3 separate regions of the Mus musculus genome follow, and regions 2 and 3 are each linked to region 1. The links are chromatin contacts, called in public Hi-C and HiChIP or PLAC-seq maps. All regions are on one chromosome and are shown on one strand. Each heading gives the region's core, a stretch centred on a gene start, on an enhancer-like site or on the middle of the called end of the contact. The rest is flanking DNA. Distances are from core to core; before and after follow the strand shown. Region 1 overlaps Cdkal1 (CDK5 regulatory subunit associated protein 1-like 1). Region 2 has its middle 29 kb from the start of A330102I10Rik. Region 3 overlaps 2610307P16Rik (RIKEN cDNA 2610307P16 gene).

The links. A called contact is a pair of places that touch in the nucleus more often than the background predicts. HiChIP or PLAC-seq counts read pairs in DNA pulled down with a chosen protein or histone mark.
Region 2: a contact with region 1 is called in a Hi-C map of uterus, with 2.6 times the contacts expected there. The contact joins two enhancer-like sites. A contact is called at or near these places in 3 of 484 Hi-C or Micro-C datasets (cardiomyocytes, muscle stem cells and uterus), 1 of 115 datasets of contacts at active chromatin or transcription factors (embryonic basal ganglia) and 1 of 9 other capture datasets (embryonic trunk).
Region 3: a contact with region 1 is called in an H3K4me3 HiChIP or PLAC-seq map of embryonic basal ganglia, with 5 times the contacts expected there. The contact joins two enhancer-like sites. A contact is called at or near these places in 1 of 15 datasets of contacts at CTCF or cohesin (large pre-B cells) and 2 of 115 datasets of contacts at active chromatin or transcription factors (differentiating embryonic stem cells and embryonic basal ganglia).

The regions. Positions count from the first base shown.
Region 1 is chr13:29,608,048-29,612,705 of GRCm38.p6, reverse strand. All of the region lies in intron 9 of Cdkal1 (CDK5 regulatory subunit associated protein 1-like 1), which reads left to right. Among named protein-coding and RNA genes, the nearest start is that of Cdkal1, 250 kb to the left of the region's middle. Within about 2 kb of position 2,110, at least 64 of the 459 cell types and tissues checked have an H3K27ac peak or open chromatin away from gene starts, as enhancers often do. A contact at or near this core is called in embryonic basal ganglia and uterus, where this site is marked.
Region 2 is chr13:29,042,557-29,047,419 of GRCm38.p6, reverse strand. No RefSeq gene overlaps it. Among named protein-coding and RNA genes, the nearest start is that of A330102I10Rik, 29 kb to the right of the region's middle. Within about 2 kb of position 3,224, at least 6 of the 459 cell types and tissues checked have an H3K27ac peak or open chromatin away from gene starts, as enhancers often do. A contact at or near this core is called in uterus, where this site is marked.
Region 3 is chr13:28,790,998-28,795,883 of GRCm38.p6, reverse strand. The region is part of intron 2 of 2610307P16Rik (RIKEN cDNA 2610307P16 gene); the gene reads left to right. Among named protein-coding and RNA genes, the nearest start is that of Mir6368, 83 kb to the right of the region's middle. Within about 2 kb of position 2,118, at least 30 of the 459 cell types and tissues checked have an H3K27ac peak or open chromatin away from gene starts, as enhancers often do. A contact at or near this core is called in embryonic basal ganglia, where this site is marked.

The sequences.
Region 1 (4,658 bases), core at 861-3,360:
TCCCGTCCATCTTCAGGGGGTAGTTGTGCCTGTTTCTGATTTTAGGCAATTGCATTTGTGGTGTGCTTGTATTTTGCTTCAGTTTGTGAGAACTAAGGGTCCCTAGAAAGAACAAAAATAAACCCACTTTTGTTCTGAGTTTATTTGCAAACCAGGTCAGAGGCCCTTGATTAGCTCTCAGTTGGAGGATAATTTGAACCTTGACAGATTGAACCCAAACAGCAGGGGTTTTCTAGTGTGGCCAGTAGATAGCAAAAGAGAAGAAGAGCCAGTTCCAGTCCCCAGGCCATACAACAGGACTGAAGAGATGTGCTGCGGTTAATGGGTGGTTGCTTCAAATATTTACGGAAGGTCCAAGGAAGAAAGAAAAGCTAGCATCGTAGGCAGCTGTTTGTAAGGGAAACCTATTAAAAATAAACATGCTGGATAAGGCTCCAGGGCTAATAGAGCTGTCAGATACCGAATACCCTCCAAGGACCGTTGCACAGGACAGACCTCATAAGGACCCACTTGGACATGGGAGTTGCCTTGCTCTTTGTTTTATTCAACAAATTGTTTTCTTTCATGTTTGAATTTGTTTTACTTTTTCAACTGTCCATACAGATATTTAATATTTTCTAGACTATGAAGTTTAGATACTAGGGTCAGCTCACTTACATTGTATCTATTAGGATAAAGTTGGGTAGATGGCTTGCATCTAGCCTCATACCATCTGGGCTTGTAAAGAAATGCATATTATATGGTGGTTTGTATATGACAGTAACAGCATTTCGCTGTGATGACAACATTGCTGAGAAGTTCTGTACTGACACGAAAGTGGAGCCTGAGGCAGTGAGGGTTTGGGGTCCAGGCTGAGTACTGGTGCAGGTAATCTTGTCTGAGGATGCTTTTCAGAGTCCGTAGCAGAGCATCTACCTCTTTAATGTACTACACCACTTTAGAACTTAGCTGAAATAACAACAAATTGTACTGGTACTATGTGTATGGTTGACATTCATGTATCAGTATTCTCATTTTAACCATTTCTTAATTCTTTGGGGGGAAAAAAAGAGCAATTTTAATTTCCCAAGGCTTGAATTTACATCTGAGTATCTTTGCGCAGAGGCTTATGGGGAGGATCAAGTCATAGGGATCTTGTTATTGGATCGACTGCCTGCTTTCAGGTCAGTTTCCCAACTAATGCATGGGTGTGGCCATCCTCATTCCACTTTTCTAGAGAAGAGACCCTGGCACAGACTGAGAGAGAAGCCATAATCTCAGAATCTGACTTTATAATCTGAGCCTGCCCTGTCCTCTCTGCTCATGTTCTGTCCATAGTAGCAAAGCCACTCAGGATGCTCCTGGGGTGTTTGCAGGCACATTTTCTCCATCCCTATCTAAACTCCTATGGGCAGAAGCTCTGTAATTACCTGTCAGCTGGAATAGTGTTTAATCACCCTGAATTCACGGAGATTCACTAACGTAAGAGGAGAACATGCCTGGAGAGCAGGCAGTGATGCTTATAGGCACCCCCTTGAATAACCCAGGAAGAAAACTAGCCAGTCTCTTTAATTTTCAGCCAAGTCTTGCTTATGTGTAGTAAACAAGGCTGTTTTGATTTTGCCACTTATTACTGCAATGAGGGGATTGTATTCTGACCTGCACATGCAAGCTGGTCAATGCCGGCACCGCTGATAGTTTTAAGTGAGGAGTCCCCTTCCTCCTGGGTGGAAATGGGTCTCAGCATCTCCCACAGCAGTGACTGCAATGGTGGTGAAATCTGCAAGTCTCTCTTCCTTATTTATTGGATCTGGCCTCCACTGATAACACTACATTTTTGCCCCACTCTGCAGTTATATTAGACCCTTAAACTTAGACTCTTTGTACTTCATCATTGTAATTTACACACTGGGCTGGGACATTCCCTTCAAGACAGTTTGTCTTGTGCCTCCAGCTGCTCCCCAATAGCCATTGTGCTGAATAAGCACTTAGTTCAGTATGTCCTTGATACAATTAATGCAGGCATCTGCAGAAGCGGCCTCGGCAGCAGCAGCTGCACTGCCTTATGGAAGCCAACTTCTGCTTAGCATTGTGATAAAAGAAATAGTTTGGAGCTGAAGCTAATGTTGGCTTATTTTTAGCATAAAGAGAGTTGCACCTGCCAGGGCTGGGAGAGGCCTGAGGTTTGTTGATTACAAGGTCTTGTTAGTGCCATTGTTATTGGTAAAATGGGCATGATGTCATCCTCAGGAAACCGAATTGGCACCCCGTCGAGTGACAAATAATTTACTCTCTGTGGTTTTAGCAGCATGGGCCTTGTGTTCTGAGGAGTGGAGTGCCGGAGTTTTCACAGTTGAGTGCTGGGGCACTGCAGAGGTGTGCGACAGTGAGAGGAATTGATACTCGCTGGTAATCAGCATGCATAGCAATGGCCAAGGTGTAATGAAACATAAGTGCACAGTTAGGGTACCAGGTGGGGCCCTGGGGCTTCGCATGCACTGAGACCACAGCGAGCAGCCCAGCAGCACCATGTGGCAGATCCTCGATTTCTCATTAATCCTTCTGTCCCCTAAGTCAGGGCCCCATTGACTTTAAACAGCACTTCATCTGTTCAGTGTCTCCTCTCAGCAGTGGATGGAGGTGATGTCATTCATGATCGCGGCTGTCTGCAATTTATTAAAATAAATCATCACTCTGATTTTGTTTGGGAGTGATGCTCGCCATCCTTAGTGGCAGTCACGTGACTAGTCAGTCTAAACTGCTTACCATTGCAATAGTTATTTTAACAAAGCAGAGCAGCTGCTTATTTAAATCAGCCAAATGATCTTTGGCCTTTGAAACAACTTACAAATTAAAGTATGATATACATGTAAAAGAGTTAATAGCTACTAAAATGTATTTTCTTTGCTTATTTAAAAACTGTATTGTATTTATAGAAGCTGATGCGGCTTTTGCTTTATGCATCACCAAGATTCTCTTTCTGGCATGTTTCAGAATGAGAGACCAGTGAAGGAAGTGTGCCACGAATGCCACTGGGCTGCATACTAAAGAATGGCTGAAATACTAAAAGAGACAGAGTGCCCGAGGTCTGTGGCGTGAGGAAGTATGTTTAGAGCTTGCTGAAGGACTTAACTAGTGTTAGGGCAGCACAGGGAAGGCCCGCAGAGAGCTCCCATCTGGCTGCTTTGGTTGTGATTGGAAGGCACTGCATCTGCCCTGTAGAACACAAACAGTGTTAGTAAAGACTTTCCTCATCACTGAGTTTTCTAGGCTACATACAGCATGACGACGTGCGGTATCTCAGGATACTCTAGGTTGGACTCTAGAGCCGTGACTGTATCTTAATACCATCGGCTTAGTGACTTTACCCACAGAAGTAACCCTCCTGGATTTTGTCGTGTGATACTCTGAATGCTCTGAAAATGGAAAGTGGCCTATATGAATGCCCAGCGATGTGGTGCTGAGGATGGGAGAGCTTTTCTGTTGGTGTCATAGCTGCTGTCTCTTTTCCCACTGGACTCCCACCTCTTGTCCAGACACATTTAAAATGCCCAACTGAATTTCCCACGTTTGTTTTGAATATGCCTACTAGGAGGTAAATTCACGTTGGTCTGCTCTTTTGTTTCTCTTTATTCATGTAGGCCTGGGAAGTGCTTGAGATCCTCATTGTTGCAGTAGGAGTAAATAATGTGGTGGTGGACAAAAACCACACCAGCAGCTCTTTCTCTATCTCCTGAAGTTTGTTCATTTGTGTTGAGATCCCAGTAGAAATATCCCAGGAGAATATTTCTATTCATCAGCAAGCATTTGCAAGATCCCATTGCTAGTCAAGCAGGCTGTGAGGTCTGCTTGCACATATGGTTCTAAGCAAGTACCTATTCAACAAGCAGCAGTCTTCTCATCTGAACCTTGGAGTCGCAATTCTGGATGCTGTGGTGTTCCTATGGAGCAGGTGAGTGCTGTGCCTCATGCTTACCAACCAGTTCTGTGGCACATAAACGCTTATCTTACCTTCAAAGACATCACTACACAGGAACAGTAGATGAAAGCCACCATCATTTCTCCTTTTTAAAGATGCCCATGTACCCACAGGTTGTAGACTCGAAATTTCAGGTGACTGAAAGGAATTAGCCAATTGCGTGACTATCTGGGCTCTCTTCTCTTGGTGATTATTTTTAAACCTGTGGTATAAAATTCATAGGATTAAAGGAAAATATTATTATCAATACAAAGAATATCTTCATAACATAGCTTCTTCTACATTAAATAACAAAATATATCTGGTTCTAATATATCCATATATTTAAAGCAGTATATAATACTTCAGATAATCTGGAAAGAGGGCAGCATGATATGAGAGAATATTTAATCTCTTATAGGAAAAATATTACAGGTACTTTGAATACATATAAAAGCTTGTTGCCTATGTTCTGAACTGTAGAATTTCAATAAGTGGTAACAGAAAACAGACTGGATGCTTTTTCCAATCCAAGGGCAGGTTTTTTTCTCAGTTGTATACATGCATGATTTCTTGTTGGTACACAGGGAAGGTGTACACTTCTACTTTTCTTAGTGAAGAAGACACAGTTATCACAATGGCAGAAAACTGATCTGTAAACCGAGTTAGCAGCGTCAAGAATATAGGTCCTGGTAATCAAACTGCTTGAGAGTGCTTGCTC
Region 2 (4,863 bases), core at 1,975-4,474, 570 kb after region 1:
AGGCTAAATACACAAACTACCATTGAGTGCCCACCTGCCTGTATATTTTTTGTTAATCCTGGCTAAAGTTTAAGTTAACCTTGGGAAACTTTGCTAAGTTTCTACTTTATCATCTAAGCATAGGAATATTAATCCTGCCTGGCAAGGTTGCTGGGATGGATTGGAGCTCAACTACAGATAAAGTGCCTGCCTCGTAGTCAGTACCCAGGATGGCTACGAGTGCAACTTTCTAGTTTAGTTTATAATCTGTGTTATACTTTATTTGTTTATTGGTTCATTAAGAATTTCTACAATGTGCTTTGATTCACCTCCTCTCCTCGGACTCTCCCCAAATCTATAATTATGCTGTTGGATAGACTTTCAAGCGTGTGCAACTTTGAATATGTCCTATAGTGTGTAACTTTCTCAAACTGTAAACAGTAAAACTGTAGAACCGGGCTGTAGAAATGGACACCTTCAGCTCAGCCGACTTCTATCCATAGAAACAGCACCATGTATTTAATGACAAATGTCAGAATGGGGTTAAAGCAATCTATTGCACAGTAGTACAACTGGGTTTAAATAAATCTGTTTGTATTTAATTCTCGCCACTTTCTGACAGAATGAGCAGTTTTATTAGAATGTAATCAGCAAGCAGACTTGTTTACCCTAAGTATTTTCTCCATCTCTATGGCCCAGGCCCCCAGAATCTCGATGACTCTTGTGCAGGTCTTAGCAGACAGCACTGAATTTTATGTGTGGTTGTTACTGCATTTTTCACCTGTGGGGAAACTGATCTGATACAACAATAGATTTTGAGTTACAACCTGCAGAGTGTTACAGAAACAAAAGCAAAAAACCAGATAACTTGTCAACGCAAACAGTATCTTTAGAGAAGTTACTGCTTCCTTTCCAGACAGAGCCAGCTGCTGTACTTTAAGACTGTTCCACATTCAATGGAAGGCGCTGCTATGAATCTTGGTAAAATGGATGCTTGTGAGCTTTTAAAAGCATCTGCATGCCCTGAACATCCTGCCCCCTCTCCATTCCCCAGTGATCGTCTCATTAGAGGATTGAGACGAGTGAGTTAATGGAGTCCATGATCCCCATTCTGGTTTTCTTCCACACGGGTCTCCTAAGACTATTAATTTGTGCATTCTATTTCCATAGAGACTTGAACATAAAGAAATGTCAAGTTGTTACCCACATGAATTTTGTCACTTATTAGAGACATCTCGGTGGTCAAGTCCCCCTTCACTTGCAAGGCTGGCACCTGGCGAGTTCTGACTTCTTCTCAGGGGGGGATCCCCAATGGAAACTCAAGGCTTGGGAATTTCTCCTTGCAAATCTCAACCTGATGGAAAAGCTACCTTTAAACCTCAGTTGAGACAAGTTTCATCCTGTCTGGTTATAGATATCAGTTAACAGTCCAATTTGTCTGGACTGTTACAAAAATCACTCATACAATGTCCCAAAATAATTAAAAAGAGAAAAGTGTGTCTCTGTGTGTGTGTGTGTGTGTGTGTGTGTGTGTGTGTGTGTGAGAGAGAGAGAGAGAGAGAGAGAGAGAGAGAGAGAGAGAGAGAGACTGTTTCTTAATGGGGGAGGGGGCGAGTCTTCAGTCTTTTACAGAATAAGCTTGAAGCTTGCTGTACTGTATCTATTCTCAGAAGACAACCAGGATGGAAGAACTTAGAACCCATTGACCCCCTTCCTTGCTCTACAGCCCTGCAGGGGTAGCAATTTCAAACCAAGTGTGGATCCTAGAGAACCTACATCAGAACTCAGATTAGGGGCCTGGAGAATGATTCTGTTGACCAGAGACTTGGGGATATCCTTGGGCAAGCACCCTTCTCTCCTCATGCAGGTGGCCAGCCTCTGCCATTTGTTCAACTATGTCCCCCTGAGGTGCCCTCTTTGCGACTCAAGTTGGAAGATGGAGGAAGAATGGCCACTTAGGCAGGGGCCCAAATTAACTTGTTGCCATCTAAAAACAAAAAAAAAAAAACAAAAACAAAAAAAAACAAAAAAAAACCCTCTTCCTTGGTATTTTCTTGACTGAGCAGCATGACACCCCTCTGAGTTCCAGACTCCATCCGGAGTGTGACTTGAAGACTCCTCTCTCTTCAGGAAAGTTCTATTGGGGTGATTGCTGTCTACTGGAGGCAAAGGTGGGAGGTGCCCAAACTAAAGAGATTTTGAAGCCTCTTCATTTGTTCAAGTACTTGCTGTACTGTATCTATTCTCAGAAGACAACCAGGATGGAAGAACTTAGAACCCATTGACCCCCTTCCTTGCTCTACAGCCCTGCAGGGGTAGCAATTTCAAACCAAGTGGGGGTCCTAGAGAACCTACATCAGAACTCAGATTAGGGGCCTGGAGGGGCTCTCCTTGCAAGTAGGAGAGCTTTCTTTCCTCTGCTCTGCCCCTGTTTCCCCATATTTTCTCATTCTTTGTGGTTTGAATGAACTATCAGCATGGGCTTAGGTGTTTCATCATTTGCCCCAGCTGCTGAGACTGTTTGGGGGAGGATATGGAATGTTTGGGAGGTAGGGGTCTGGCTGGAGGAAGTGAGTCACGGTAGGTTTATAGCCAGGCCTGCTTGCTGTCTCCTATCTGTTTTCCCCCTACTCCCCATCCCTCCCCGCTCCCACATTCCTAGCCCCGACTCCCTCCAGCCTGTCACAGTGCCTTCCTCTTTGTGATGGTCTACATCCACGTGTGAACCCAAAATACACCCATCCTCCCTCAAGTTGCTTCATCAGCTATTTGGTCAGAGTACCAAGAAAAGTAGCAGATCTAAAACCTCAGTGCGGGCAGTCTCTGCCAGAGCCGCACTTGCAGCTTCCTACATCTGCACACTTCTTTCCACCGTGCAGGAAAGCACGATAGTTCTCGTCTCTCTTCTAATCATGCTCACTGGCTGACACTCTGGCTTAGGGTCTGTGCCTGACCATGCAGATGCCTGTCCGGACATGTGTCTGACCTCCATGCTGGTTCAACTCAACTGCTGTGGCCTTTTTGGTCCTTTTCCCCTTTCTCCTCCTCTGGGCAGCTACTGAGGTTTACAGCTTGCCTGCCCTGGAATTTTTCTTTTAAACTCTAAAAAAAAAAAAAAAAATTGTCCATGGGCTTCTGATTTTGACCATTTCTAAACTCATTTATTGAAGAGACTAAGCTCCCCAGAAGGGGCCCTGGTGTTTCAGGACTAGCTACATAACAAGCGTCTAGCTGAATGACTTTCTCTCTGTGAAACCTCTCCATACACAGGAAGGCAGCTGCCTGGCTTCTGTTAGGCATTCTCTTCTTTCTTCCTTCGGGCAGCCATACAAGTTACATGTGTCTCAAGTTTTTGGTGTTTTGTTTGTTTGTTAAATTTCGGTTAAGAAGAAATGAGAGGGAAATGGTCTCAGTGCACTTGGTGGTGGATCTTGTGTCCCCTTCTGGACCTCATGTGGGCCTCCTCCATCTTCTCCTCTCGCTGCAGCCTCATGCCTCTCCTGTGTCTCTCCAGTGTCCAGCATGCTCCTGCCTATAGTCTTTAGACATGTTCTCTGCTGTGTCTGGAAGGCTGTTTTGCATATGCCTGCACGAACCCCGCCCCCCACGCCCCCCTCCCAGCCTTCTTCACATCTTCACTACATTCTGAAGGGAAGCAATCGCTGATTCCCTCCCCCTCCCCCAAATAACATCTCACAGACAGTCTCCCTATACTCTTCCCCTCTTCTCAGCTTTATATTTTAACGTTCATTACCATCTAATGTAGTGTTAGAACAAAGTAAACAGGCAAGCCTGCGGCGGTCTCACATTTTAGTGCAGATTTAGCAAACTGTATCCTAGCTTGGCATGCAGACAAACTAACACCTAACTTAGTATTGGTGTTTTGTTTTTTGTTTTGTGGAGCCTTGTGATTCAGCCAATCATAGACACCATCTGATCATACATAAGCACATTCAGAGAGAGAGAGAGAGAGAGAGAGAGAGAGAGAGAGAGAGAGAGAGAGGGAGAGGGAGAGGGAGAGGGAGAGGGAGAGGGAGAGGGAGAGGGAGAGGAGAGGAGAGGAGAGGAGAGGAGAGGAGAGGAGAGGAGAGGAGAGGAGAGGAGAGGAGAGAAGGAGGGAGGGAGGGGGGAGAGAAAGGGGGCAGAGAAGATAGCCAATCAGGTGGTAGTTTCCCTACTCCAGAGTTGAGCTTCTTCTGGGGGGAGCCCTTTGGCTTTTAGCTCTAGTCACTAGCTCTTCCAATCCTTCTCTGTCCTTATACTCTATTATATATAACTTACGAAAAAGCTTTTCTTCAAGTAGTGTCTTAGGGTTTCTGTTGCTGCAATGAGACACTGGCTGAACATCAAGCTGGGGAGCAAAGAGTTTATTTGGTTTACACGTCCATATTGCTGCTCATCATTGAAGGTAGTCAGGACAGGACCTCAAACAAGGCAGGATCCTGGAGGCAGGAGCTGATGCAGAGGCCATGGCTTCTCGTGGCTTCCACACGGCTTGCTCAGCCTGCTTTCTTAAAGAACCTGAGACCAGCCCAAGGATGGCCCCATCCATAATGGACTGGACCTTTCCCCACCAATCACTAATTAAGAATATGCCCTATAGCTTAGTCTCGTGGAGGCACTGTTCTCAGCTGCGGTTCCTCTCCTTCAGGTGACTCTAACTTGTGTCAAGCTGACACACAAAACCATCCAGTCCAAGCAGCTACGTTGATAGAGTTCCTACCTAGCATAGCCACGGCTCTGGCTTTGATCCCCATCACCACATAAACTGAGTATGGTGGCACAGGCTTGGAACCTCAGCCTGGGGAAGGTAAAAGCAGGAAGATCAGAAGTTTAAGGTTATTCTCAGCCATATACCAAGTTTGAGTCCAGCCTGGGCTCCAT
Region 3 (4,886 bases), core at 869-3,368, 820 kb after region 1:
TATCTTTACACTCAGGATACCAGAATATGTCAACTTTTAAGTTTCATAGGGGCATTGTTTTGTGTGTTATACTCATCAAATATCCTTCAGCATTTTTGCTGGAGGTGAGCAGACCGAATTTGCCTTTTCCAATATCCTCTGAATTTTTAATGAGGCCCTTTCTGTCTCCTCGTTTTTCTTGCCCATGGCTACTATTTTCAATGTAACTGTGTTCTACAGTTCTCTTTATTATTTTTTGTTGCGGAAAGTAATTTATTTCTTTTGCTTTCAAAGATAGCTTCCATTTGTGCGGGCGGGCGGGTGTTCTAGATTTAGTACAATGCAGGGATATAAGACACATTTTCAAAGTGCTAGGATCCTGAGCCTATCTAGTGAGATGTATTTCCTGAGAAGGAACGTGTTGCCACAAAGACTAGGCTTTGTTCTTTTGTACAACTTTGCACATGTACCCGAGCTTTAAAAATTGCCTTTGTGTTACCCAAATAAGACGATGAGTGCCCCACCCCCACCCCTTTTCAGAAAGGAAAAAATGTGTTGCAAATAGATCTCAGCTGATTTCTTTGATCATAAGTTTCATATTATGGGCCTTTAATTTTTTTTTTTTAACAAGCTGAATGTTTTTACTAAACACTATGAAAATACAATTATAAGCTACTACGTCAATTAGGAATTAGTGGTTCTTAGAACAGTGGATTATTCCATAGCTCTGTGAGCATACTCAGTCTGCATGCTAAAATTAATTTAAATATAATTAAGGACAGAAGTAGAGATCTTAACCATTTCCCTGCCAGCTTTTGACACCATCAGCTGTGGTTGAATTTAATGGGATCAGGCATTAGAGTCATTTAACAAAAGTTCTGTTTTTTGTAAAGGGAATTTTAGTAGTACACATATTAACAAGTAAGGTGCTCTGGTCAAGAGTTGCACAAACACTGTAATTTTCTTCTAGGTAAGCATCTCAATTCATTTGTCCCATCATTTCAAATCTCAGGAAGAAAGCCACCAGCCCACACTAAAACTAAAATAAGCAACTTGATGAGCAGATATCCAGTATTCTTATAAAGGACCCCAGCCTTTGCAGTCTCAAGTGTGTGACGGATATAGGATGTAACTTAGGATCGTGGTCTATATAGGAAACTGTGGCCCTGTGCTTACCCAACCACCAGCCACATGCCACCCATTAAACACAGAATAACAGTTAATACTGAGAATAGTCAGTGCAGCTCTAAGGACAGGAAAAAACAGCCCAGATACACAGATTGGGAAGAACAATTTTGTAATTACATGAGACATTCCTGTCTGCATATTTTATACGTAAGAGAGCTTCTTTATGATTAATTTGTAGCTTTATGAAAATACGACATCTCTGACAAAAGTATGTATACAATTATTATATACAATTAATCAAATTAAAAAATTATTTTGTGGCACTAAGCCATGAACCCAGAATTTGTATCTGCTAAGCAGGCTCTCTACCACTTAACTATCAGCCCCTGTTTCTTTATTATCTAGGTCAGGGTCTGGTGGATTTGTGACCATACCCAAAGAAAAGGATCTAAGGGGACAGATCCTGCAAAGCGGGTTCCCAGAGCTCAGGAGCCCCTCATTTTTATGATACAGACATGTTTTATGATACGCCACACGTGTCTTCATGCGTGCATAACACCTCTGTATTCACATTCCATGTACACTGTACCTCGGAGTGCAGCTGCTGACCTCTAGGATCTTGCCCAGGTTTCCTTACATGTTGATTTCATACATTTTTGGATGTATGTAAAATTCTACTATCCTCTGTGAAGAATTCTTTGTCTTCCCAGGGTTTGCTGACCAGGTCTCCTTTTGTGCCCCTTTCTTCCTCTGTGTGTCTTATTTCTTCCTCTAGCCCCTGCTCTCGGTGCTGTGCCCACTCAAACACAGACTTTCTGCAATCTGGATAAAAGAGTCGAAATCACACAACAGATTATGGGTGTGGAGATTTTACCCACATTTGTCAAGAGTGAAAATCCCAGGACTAAGAATAATTTTAAATGGCAGAGTAAACATCCCGCTATTCTTGGCTAGCAGGGCTATTTTTCATCCCCAGACGTGGCTTTGCAAATTGCCTGCTCTTTTTCTCTCTCATCCCAACCCCCTTTGTTCTCAAATTTTCATACCATTATAAGAGGCTGGCCCATAAAGGTTGTCTTCCTTCTCTCTTGCCTCCCCTTGCCCTCAAACAGCTCATAGAGAGATTTTCCTAAATGAAGACCACCTCAGTCCCCAAGAGACATTCTGAGACCAGGTTGAATAATACGTATTTTTCCCACAATAAATAAACTACTCATGCAGAATACTCCAATTTTAGGCCTGTTAGTTGTCTTTCTGTCTCTTGGATTGTATCTGGGTTTCTTTCTTCCTTCCTTTCTTTCTTTCTTTCTTTCTTTCTTTCTTTCTTTCTTTCTTTCTTTCTGGTTTTATATTACAGCAGGCTTTGATTATTTTGCCCATCTGTTACTGGGGGAGGGGTGGCACTTCTGTGCACGGGCCCAGCTGCAGAGTAGAAGACTCACTCACTCCGGTATTCTGGTTACTTCTCATGTGTTTCCACCTTGTGGCATGTATAAAATGTTTGTGAGGAACACATTCATGGGTGAACAGAGAGGCTTGCATGTGGCCAAGGGTGGTTGTCATGTGGGTGGGGGTGGGAGGTTGCTGTTGCTGTGCCCTGAGCTCTGTGGTCAGGGGTGATTGTCATGGGGGGTGGTGGGGGTGGGAGGTGGCTATTGCTGTGCCCTGAGCTCTTGACCATCAATGCAGGACTGAGAGTATCTTTACTGAAGCTCACCTAGAAGAAACCCCTCACTGCTGCATTCTGGGATACTCTGAAACACAACAGCTTTACATAAGCAAAGGGAAACCAAACTCTGTGCACGTGAGCCTAGGCCATAGTAACCTCTAACTATGGAACTCTGAGATGTGTAGACCAAAATCTTATCCTACATATTTTCATTGCTGGGTCATATTTGATTAAGTGTTATTTCTGAACATACTAAGTGCAACATGAGGCGACTCTTTCGTATTTATTGCTTTCCCCACATTCAAGTCAATTTTCTCCTTTTAATTAGCGGAATTGCTTAAGAAGCCTTTGGAACCTCCGAAGGAAAATCACCTTAGCACACGGTTGGCTGGTTCCAAAGCTCGCTTTCAAATGCCATGGCTCGTGATCATTGGTTTCGCTCACTCATTCATTCAAGAAGCTTTGGCTGATTGCCTGGTGTATGGTAAGGAGAGAAAAGCAGGAGGCAAGACAACCTTGTTCCTTCGAAGAACAAGGGGGCCACAGGCAAATTAGGAGAGCATTCTCGAGTATCGAAAGCATTCAAGGTATGGATAAAGGCTATGAGGACAGCTCAGATAATAAAGTACTTACTGTGGAGTGGAAATGCCTGAGTTCAGTCACTACAACTTCCATAAGTATGCTAGACATGGTGGTACACGCTTGTAATCTGCAGTGCTGGGGCAGTAGAGCTAGCCTTGCCTAATTGGTAATCTCTAGGTGAGTGGGTCCTACCTCAGTGTGGCCTTTCTGAAGATAACCTCTACATACATGTACACATGAACCCCCCCCATACATACCCAAACTCTTGAGTGTGCACACATGTATGTGCATACACACACACACAGGGGTTGACAAGAGTACAGGTGAACGAATTTATATTGGCATGACAGAATGATAACTAGCAGTAAGAATTCCTCAGTCAGAGTGTGCAGGATGAAGGATCCTATCAGGGAATAAAATATAATTTAAGGTGATCCACAAAAGATGAGCAAGATTCACAATAGCTAGAGTAGGTGCTAATTAATCAAGCAGAGTTTACATCAGAGAGGCCTTGGTTTACAAGAAAATCCTTGGGGCTGGAGAGAGATGTCTCGGCTGCTAACACAGCTAGAAAAACTTTTGCTGCTCTAGAAAAAGGATTCGGTTCCCAGCACCCACAGCAGGTGGCTTATAATCTAGAGTATACCGCGCCCTCTTGGAACTCTATGGATATCCCCAGCCATGTGTACCTTCATGTGTCCCTCCAACTCCCCCCTCCCAAAACCTTTGCTGAACATTGTGGAGCATGTCCCAGCACTCAGGAGGTAGAGCAGGTGGATCTCTTGAGTTTGAGGCCAGTCTGGTCTACATAGTGAGCTCCAGGACAGCCAGGTCTGTCGAGAACCCTGTTTCAAAGCAACCAATCAACCAAAACATTTAAAATAAAATATCCCTGGGTGTGGTGGTGCATGCTTTTTTTTTATCCCACATTTGGGGGTGGGGGGAAGGTAGAGGCTGCTGTATGCAGAATTACAGGCCAACCAGGGCTGCATGCTGAAACCCTATCTCCAAATAAATTAATAAATAGATAAATAAATAAATTAATAAATACCTTCAAAGGCGTGAAATAGTAAGAACTACATTAGGGGTGTGTGTGTGTGTGTGTGTGTGTGTGTGTGTGTGTGTGTGTGTGTGTGAAAATAGATCAGGAGCCCAGTGTAAAGTGATTCAGCATAATTTATTCATCAAATATTGGCACAGGAGCCTGTTGTAGCTGTTCAGATGGGCAGTTATTGTTCTGATAACGAAGAACAAGTGTCTCAGAATTGTTGCCCAGAAAGAGAGCAAAACCAATAGCATATGCAGAATGTAAACATTTGTTTACATTGTACTTAGCCAGTGCCTTTGCTGAAGAGAAACGCAGCTGCAGCTTCCAGGACAACCTGTAAAAAAGAGTACTGCAGGTCTGATGGGTGACAAGAGAAATAGTTTCCCGTTTTCCTCCTAACCCTAACTCAGAGGCCCCCACTTACAAGTTTTGTGTTTTTTCTCAGGATTGCTTTAGAGGCCCGAACTAGAAATGGCACAG